Linked DNA regions of Mus musculus: region 2 is linked to region 1. A link is a contact called in public promoter capture Hi-C data. All regions are on one chromosome and are shown on one strand. Each heading gives the region's core, a stretch centred on a gene start, on an enhancer-like site or on the middle of the called end of the contact. The rest is flanking DNA. Distances are from core to core; before and after follow the strand shown.

What was found. Capture Hi-C pulls out chosen DNA fragments and counts their contacts.
Region 2: a contact with region 1 is called in a promoter capture Hi-C map of pancreatic islet. The contact joins two enhancer-like sites. A contact is called at or near these places in 1 of 15 datasets of contacts at CTCF or cohesin (the NIH/3T3 cell line), 1 of 484 Hi-C or Micro-C datasets (nephron progenitors), 1 of 115 datasets of contacts at active chromatin or transcription factors (embryonic stem cells) and 3 of 9 other capture datasets (adipose tissue, liver and pancreatic islet).

Annotation. Positions count from the first base shown.
Region 1 is chr10:59,177,863-59,181,017 of GRCm38.p6, forward strand. It overlaps Septin10 (septin 10), which reads right to left. Exons shown (of 10, transcript NM_001024911.3): 6 at 899-995. Among named protein-coding and RNA genes, the nearest start is that of Gm23223, 16 kb to the right of the region's middle. Within about 2 kb of position 1,504, at least 1 of the 459 cell types and tissues checked has an H3K27ac peak or open chromatin away from gene starts, as enhancers often do. A contact at or near this core is called in pancreatic islet, where this site is marked.
Region 2 is chr10:59,242,892-59,246,046 of GRCm38.p6, forward strand. No RefSeq gene overlaps it. Among named protein-coding and RNA genes, the nearest start is that of Gm36257, 5.8 kb to the right of the region's middle. Within about 2 kb of position 1,425, at least 5 of the 459 cell types and tissues checked have an H3K27ac peak or open chromatin away from gene starts, as enhancers often do. A contact at or near this core is called in pancreatic islet, where this site is marked.

The DNA of each region.
Region 1 (3,155 bases), core at 254-2,753:
TGTGTGTATATATGTATATATGTATGTGTGTATATGTTTATATATGAGTATGTATATATGTGTATGTATGTATGTGTGTATGTATCTATGTATGTATGTGTGTGTGTATGTATGTATGTATGTATGTATGTATGTATGTATCTGAGTCAAACTTCACTGTGTTGTACAGATTGGCATCAAGCTTAAAATCTTCTGGATTTAGCCTAGGACTAGAGGCATACCATACCCAGTTTATTTTATATTTTAACTAAAAGTTTTCTCAATATTTTACATTCATTTAAAAATATTATCAGCTGGGCATGGAGGTATATATGCATATAATCCCAGTACTCAGAGACAGAGTTCATAATTTCCAGGCCAGCTAGGCTACAAAAGCAAGACCACTTCATGTTTAACTGTTTATTCCCTGTTCAGGACTTCATACATGCGCTAAACACACGTTACCACTCCACCCTGCCCACCCACTCCACCTTCTTTTTTTTAACTTTTGAGACAGGATATTACTATATCATCCAAGTTGGCCCTGATGTTTATCATGTTTAACCACTACTTTATAGATTCCAATTCTAATCAAGGACTAGGGATGGAGATGCACAGAGCATGTTCTAGCATGCTCAAGCACACTGGGTGGATCTCCAGCAGCAAAGAAGCAGCCACCTTCTGATCTAAGTCCATGACTACGCATCTCACCCTCTGAAGGTAACCAGCAGAGGAGACATGGTATGACACAGGGAGATGGGAAAGGTCTGTCCACAGACTTTGGACAAAGCAGTATACAGCCAATTCCTCTGTTTACTAACTACAATCTAAATAATTTTCACCTCAAACAATTGCTCTAATTCAATTTTGAGGTTATCAGGAGACACATTTATTTTCTGTCATAATTTATCTTACTAACCTTGTACGATACCCCAAGGATACTGACGACCCTTCACCATCTTATTTCCAACTTTTATCTCATCCATACTTCCAACAACAGCAAATGGCAAATGGCCCTGGAAAAGAACCAAACATCAATCTCATCTTTTTATATCAGTGGTGAAAATAATAGAGAATAATTAAAGAGCAATTCTCCTAAGCTTGGGATATGTACTAAGTATTCTACAAGAGTCGCTTTTGGACACTACATAGAAAAGTATATACTGGGTATCTCTCACATACAAGTCATGGTTATTATTTAGAATTAAAAGAAGAAAGAAAAGGAGAAGCAGAATAATTTTGATACATGTGACACTGTCATGAACGTTTTCCTTTAAACAAGCAAAGATGTTTTAGAAACCATACACATTACATAGTATATAAAATAGTACAGGATCTGCATTTAGAATATCACATATACTATTAATATAAAATGATGCACAAAGTTTAGAAACACTGCTAGTGTAGTAATGTTATAGAAGTGGAGAGGAACAAGAGATGACTGAGCGGGAGGCACAGTGCAAGCTGGGCTAGGATCTGGGAGTGAGATCCAACAGAGGAGGAGGAACTAGCATAGGGAGAGACTCCGTAACACGCAGCAGCTCAGCTGAGAGTGCATAAATCTGTCTAATGTCGAGGCCTGAAACCCAGGAGAAAATTAATGTCAAAACAAATAATGTTTAATAGTTAGCAACTGAATGAGGGCTTCTTAACTGTCTTCTGACAAATTACTAATGAGCATGTGAATAAGATTAAATACAAAGACAACGTAACACAGGAAATCATGATCACCTTATTTACATTATCAGGATTTAAGACATTCAGTTTAGGGTTTCATAGTTTCATGGTTGTGATGGCTAATCTTCACATCAACATGACTACACTGAGAATAAGCATAGATTTAGAAGCACCTGAGTGTCTCTCAGAAAGGTTAAACTGAGCAGAGAGGATCCACCCTGAAGCTAGATGGGCAGCACCTTCCATGGGCCAAGAACCCATACATGAAGGACAGGCCAGACTGGGCCTCTGCGTCCATCTGTTTCCTGATAGCAGACACACTGTCAACAGCTGCTACGCACGCCTGCTGCTGGACTGAAACCACAGCCAAAATCAACTTCACTTGCTTTTATCAGAATTTCTGACATAGGAAAGTATGTAGTGCAGTGGCATATGATAAATCACAAAGGATAAGGAAGAAGAATGAACAGTTATGGGATGTTGTTGCTAGGTGCTAGGTACCATAACTAAGGGTACATCACTTAATCCTCACCTAAGTCAGCCCTTAGGTCGACTATTAGCCAAACTCTGCAGACAAATTAATAGGCTCCAGGAGGTAACTGTCATATACAGCATGAGCCTCAAACCTACAACCCTTCAAAATACAACAAAGCATTTAAAAAATGTGAAACTTTGAAAAAAATAACTTAGTCACCTTAGATACATTAAATTAAGCAAACATTTCATTTGTACAGGTGACACTATAAGGTGCAATGAGAGTCAACATCAGCTTCAAGAGTTCTTAAAAAGTCAAAATTCTAAAGTATTCCAAGGGAGGCTGCACAGTCCTTTCATGTTTTACAACCGGACAGGAAGGAACCTTTTCTAAGGCAGTGAAATATGCTTACAAACGACTGACTCAATTCAGGGAGAGCAAGAGAAAGCAAAGACAAAAGTACTCAGTATCTATTGTCAACAACAACAATTGAAAGTTTATTCTGCTGAACTTTTTGACATTTCACCTTATTTGAAGTCTTTCTAGAAAATACACCTCACTGGTCTCTCTTTATGCATGGGTGGTACATTCCAATAACCCAGTAGATGCCTAAAAGTATGACCTGTGCACAGCCCCGAAGATAGAATGCTTTTCCCATTCAGCACACCTATAAATGCTCATAAACTAGTACCATAAGAGATCAATAACTAATCATCAAATGGAACAAAAACACTAAAAACACATGACTGTGCTTTTCAAAGCACTACTGTACCAGAATCCCCATTCTTCTGATGGTGGCACTTGGTACAAAGCCCATGATGAGATTTTATCTTGCTATTCATACTGGCACATGACTGAAAACTAGTAAGCTGGTTATTTCTGCAATCTCCCATTTTTTCTTGTTCACAATAAAGAAAGGCTCGGGAAGCAAGGCATCAGATAGGCAGGGCTACTGTTGCAACAATGTTGATCTAAACTCAACTCAGCTTTATTTTACAAACAGAATTCTACTCAAAGGGAGCTC
Region 2 (3,155 bases), core at 175-2,674, 65 kb after region 1:
ACCTACGTGGCTGTTGCCAGGTAACTGTGGGATGGTGGAGTCCAGACAGAATACCAGGGGCTTGGGGCATTGCCCTACATGACTGAATTCTACTCCACAGAATTATGGAGCTGATGCCTCCCTGTCAGGAGCCTAGTGTCTGGGGGTGTGGCAGACACCTTCCGTCCCTTTCAGGAACACCCGCTGAGTCTCCAGGGTTTAAACCTAGCTCAACCAGAAAACATGCTGCCTTTCATGGTCCCACACACTCAGAAAGCAGAGGCAGGCAAATCTCTGTGAGTTTGAGGCCAGCCTGGTTTACAGAATGAGTTCCAGGATAGCCAAGGCTACACAGAGAAACCCTATTTTGAATCAAGAAGAAGAAGAAGAAGAAGAAGAAGAAGAAGAAGAAGAAGAAGAAGAAGAAGAAGAAGAAGAAGAAGAAGAAGAGGAGGAGGAGGAGGAGGAGGAGGAGGAGGAGGAGGAGGAGGAGGAGGAGGAGGAGGAGGAGGAGGAGGAGGAGGAGGAGGAGGAGGAGCAGGAGCAGGAGCAGGAGCAGGAGGAGCAGGAGGAGCAGGAGCAGGAGGAGCAGGAGGAGCAGGAGGAGCAGGAGGAAGAGGAAGAGGAAGAGGAGGAAGAGGAAGAAAGAGGAGGAAGAGGAAGGGGAAGAGGAGAAAGAGGAGGAAGAGGAAGGGGAAGAGGAAGAGGAGAAAGGGGATGAAGGGGAAGAGGAAGAGGAAGAGGGCTTGGGATGTAGTTTAGTTTGTAGAATGCTTGTCTTGCATACCCGAATCCCTGGATTTAAACCTGCATGAACACTGTGGCATCAGTACTACCAAACAAGTACATACTAGCTTCATTGTCTTGTCCTTCCCTCTTCATGTGCCTCATGTCACCTGGTCAACACCAGTGTGCCCACAAAGTAGCTCAGACCCTCTAGCGCTGTCTCTGAGGAGCACATTCACCTCTGGTGCGGAGAGTGGTATATACCAGTACCTTCTGTGGCTTTTCGACTGTGTCCAGTCACAACACGTTGTCTTCCAAAGTTCCTTACGTCATGGGATTTTAAGGATGATCTGATGATTCAGGTAACATGAAAAAAAAAAGTTCTGAGGGATGAGAATCTTGTGAAGGAAGGGGACAATAAAATCCCAGTGTTCTTCCTTAGGGCTATCTACACCCTGCAAGAAAACAACCCTGAATTTGATGGCGTGCCACTACCTGGGCAATGGGTGGTATTAGGTAGTGTCTTTAGAGCCTAGAGGACATTTCAGAACTACATACTTCTTGTGGCTACACCAGGAGAGCTCTTCCCCCTGTCTAGCTCTTGGCAGTTCACTCAGGAACACCTGCTGGGTCAGCTTAGTGCCTATTTCTGCAGGAGTCTCTGCCCTCATACGCATCTGTGCTCTGTGAAGATTCTGGGATAAGCCCCTCCTTCCTCTGCAGGCACGAGCAAGCTACCACAGCTCTTTCCTCAGTAGTGAGGCTCCTGCAGGGCCCTGCTGGGCAGTCTGCTATGTGCAAAAGTCAGCTGCAGTTTAAAGTGAATCTAAGATTATTTCTTCTTCCTCGGTGTTGTATTGGCATCTTCCCTTTCGGATTGATGTTTTACAGAAATCTGGTACCTCCACGGCTGAGTCTGGAAGGTAGCTAAGGGACAGGAGGTAAGCTTTTAGAAAAACTGACACAGAGGGCGAGGGCAGCAGAGAGAGAGTTCGTGGACAAGCTGCAGGCATGTTGGGGTTGAGTCAGTTGAACAATTCATAAGCCTCTGAAAAGAAGCCTGTAGCTTGTATTCTAATATGCACTTCCAACCCTGTTGGACAAAACACGGCAGAACTGGCATTTAAACTAGGTGAGGTCATCTTGCAATCAGTGTGCAGGACCAACAGGTATAGAGAAGCAAAACTGTCTTCACGAAACAGTTCCTGGAGAAGTTTTAACTGGCTGTCATGTATGTGCAGTGTCTGCTTCTTAGCAATGACAAATGCAGTGATGATTAAGACTTGGTAAAATTTCTTTCTCTTTCTACCTATCTATCTGTCATGTGTCTGTGTGTCTGTCTATAATCTAACAATCTACCTATAATATGTTGATCTATCTATCTATCTATCTATCTATCTATCTATCTATCTATCTATCATCTATTTATCTATCATCTATCTACCTAGATAAATAGATATTTATCTACTTATCATCTATCTATCTATCTATCTATCTATCTATCTATCTATCTATCATCTATTTATCTATCATCTATCTACCTAGATAAATAGATATTTATCTACTTATCATCTATCTATCTATCTATCTATCTATCTATCTATCTATCTATCTATAATCTATCCATCTACCTATCATCTATCAACCTATCTACCTACCTATCAATCTACCTATCTATCACTGTGTGTGTATCTTATTGTTTCCTGTTAAAATTTTTTCAGCCTGGCAGTGGTGGCACACACCTTTAATCCCAGCACTTGGGAGGCAGAGGCAGGAGGATTTCTGAGTTCGAGGCCAGCCTGGTCTACAGAATGAGTTCCAGGACAGCAGGACATCCAGGGCTACACAGAGAAACCCTGTCTTGAAAAACAAAACAAAACAAAACAAAACAAAAACAAACAAACAAGAAAATTTTTTTCAGACAAAACATTTTTATCATTCTCCCTCCCACAACTCCTCCTAGATCCTACCCTCCCAGCTTTATGGTTTTTCTCTCTCCTCTCTTTCTCTAAAAAAATTAAAAATAATAATAAAAAAATTAAGAAAGAAACAAAAGCAACAACAAGAAACTAAACAACCCTTCAAAAATCAAAACAAACAGGCAAAAGACCAATAAGACCAAAAAATAAGGAGGCTGGTGAGATGGCTCAGCAGTTAATAGCACCAACTGCTCTTCTGAAGGTCCTAGTTCAAATCCTAGCAACCATATGGTGGCTCACAACCATCCATAACAAGATCTGACACCCTCTTCTGGAGTGTCTAAAGACAGCTACAGTGTACTTACATATAATAATAAATACATCTTTTTAAAAAGACCAAAAAAATAAAAAATAAATAAATGTCAAGCAAAGGAAAGCTAAACAAATAGTTCACAAAAAATACCATTATGTTTGTTTTGTATTGGCCAATTACTCCAGCGCATAGGGCTTGCATTGGTGTGTGGTTGATGT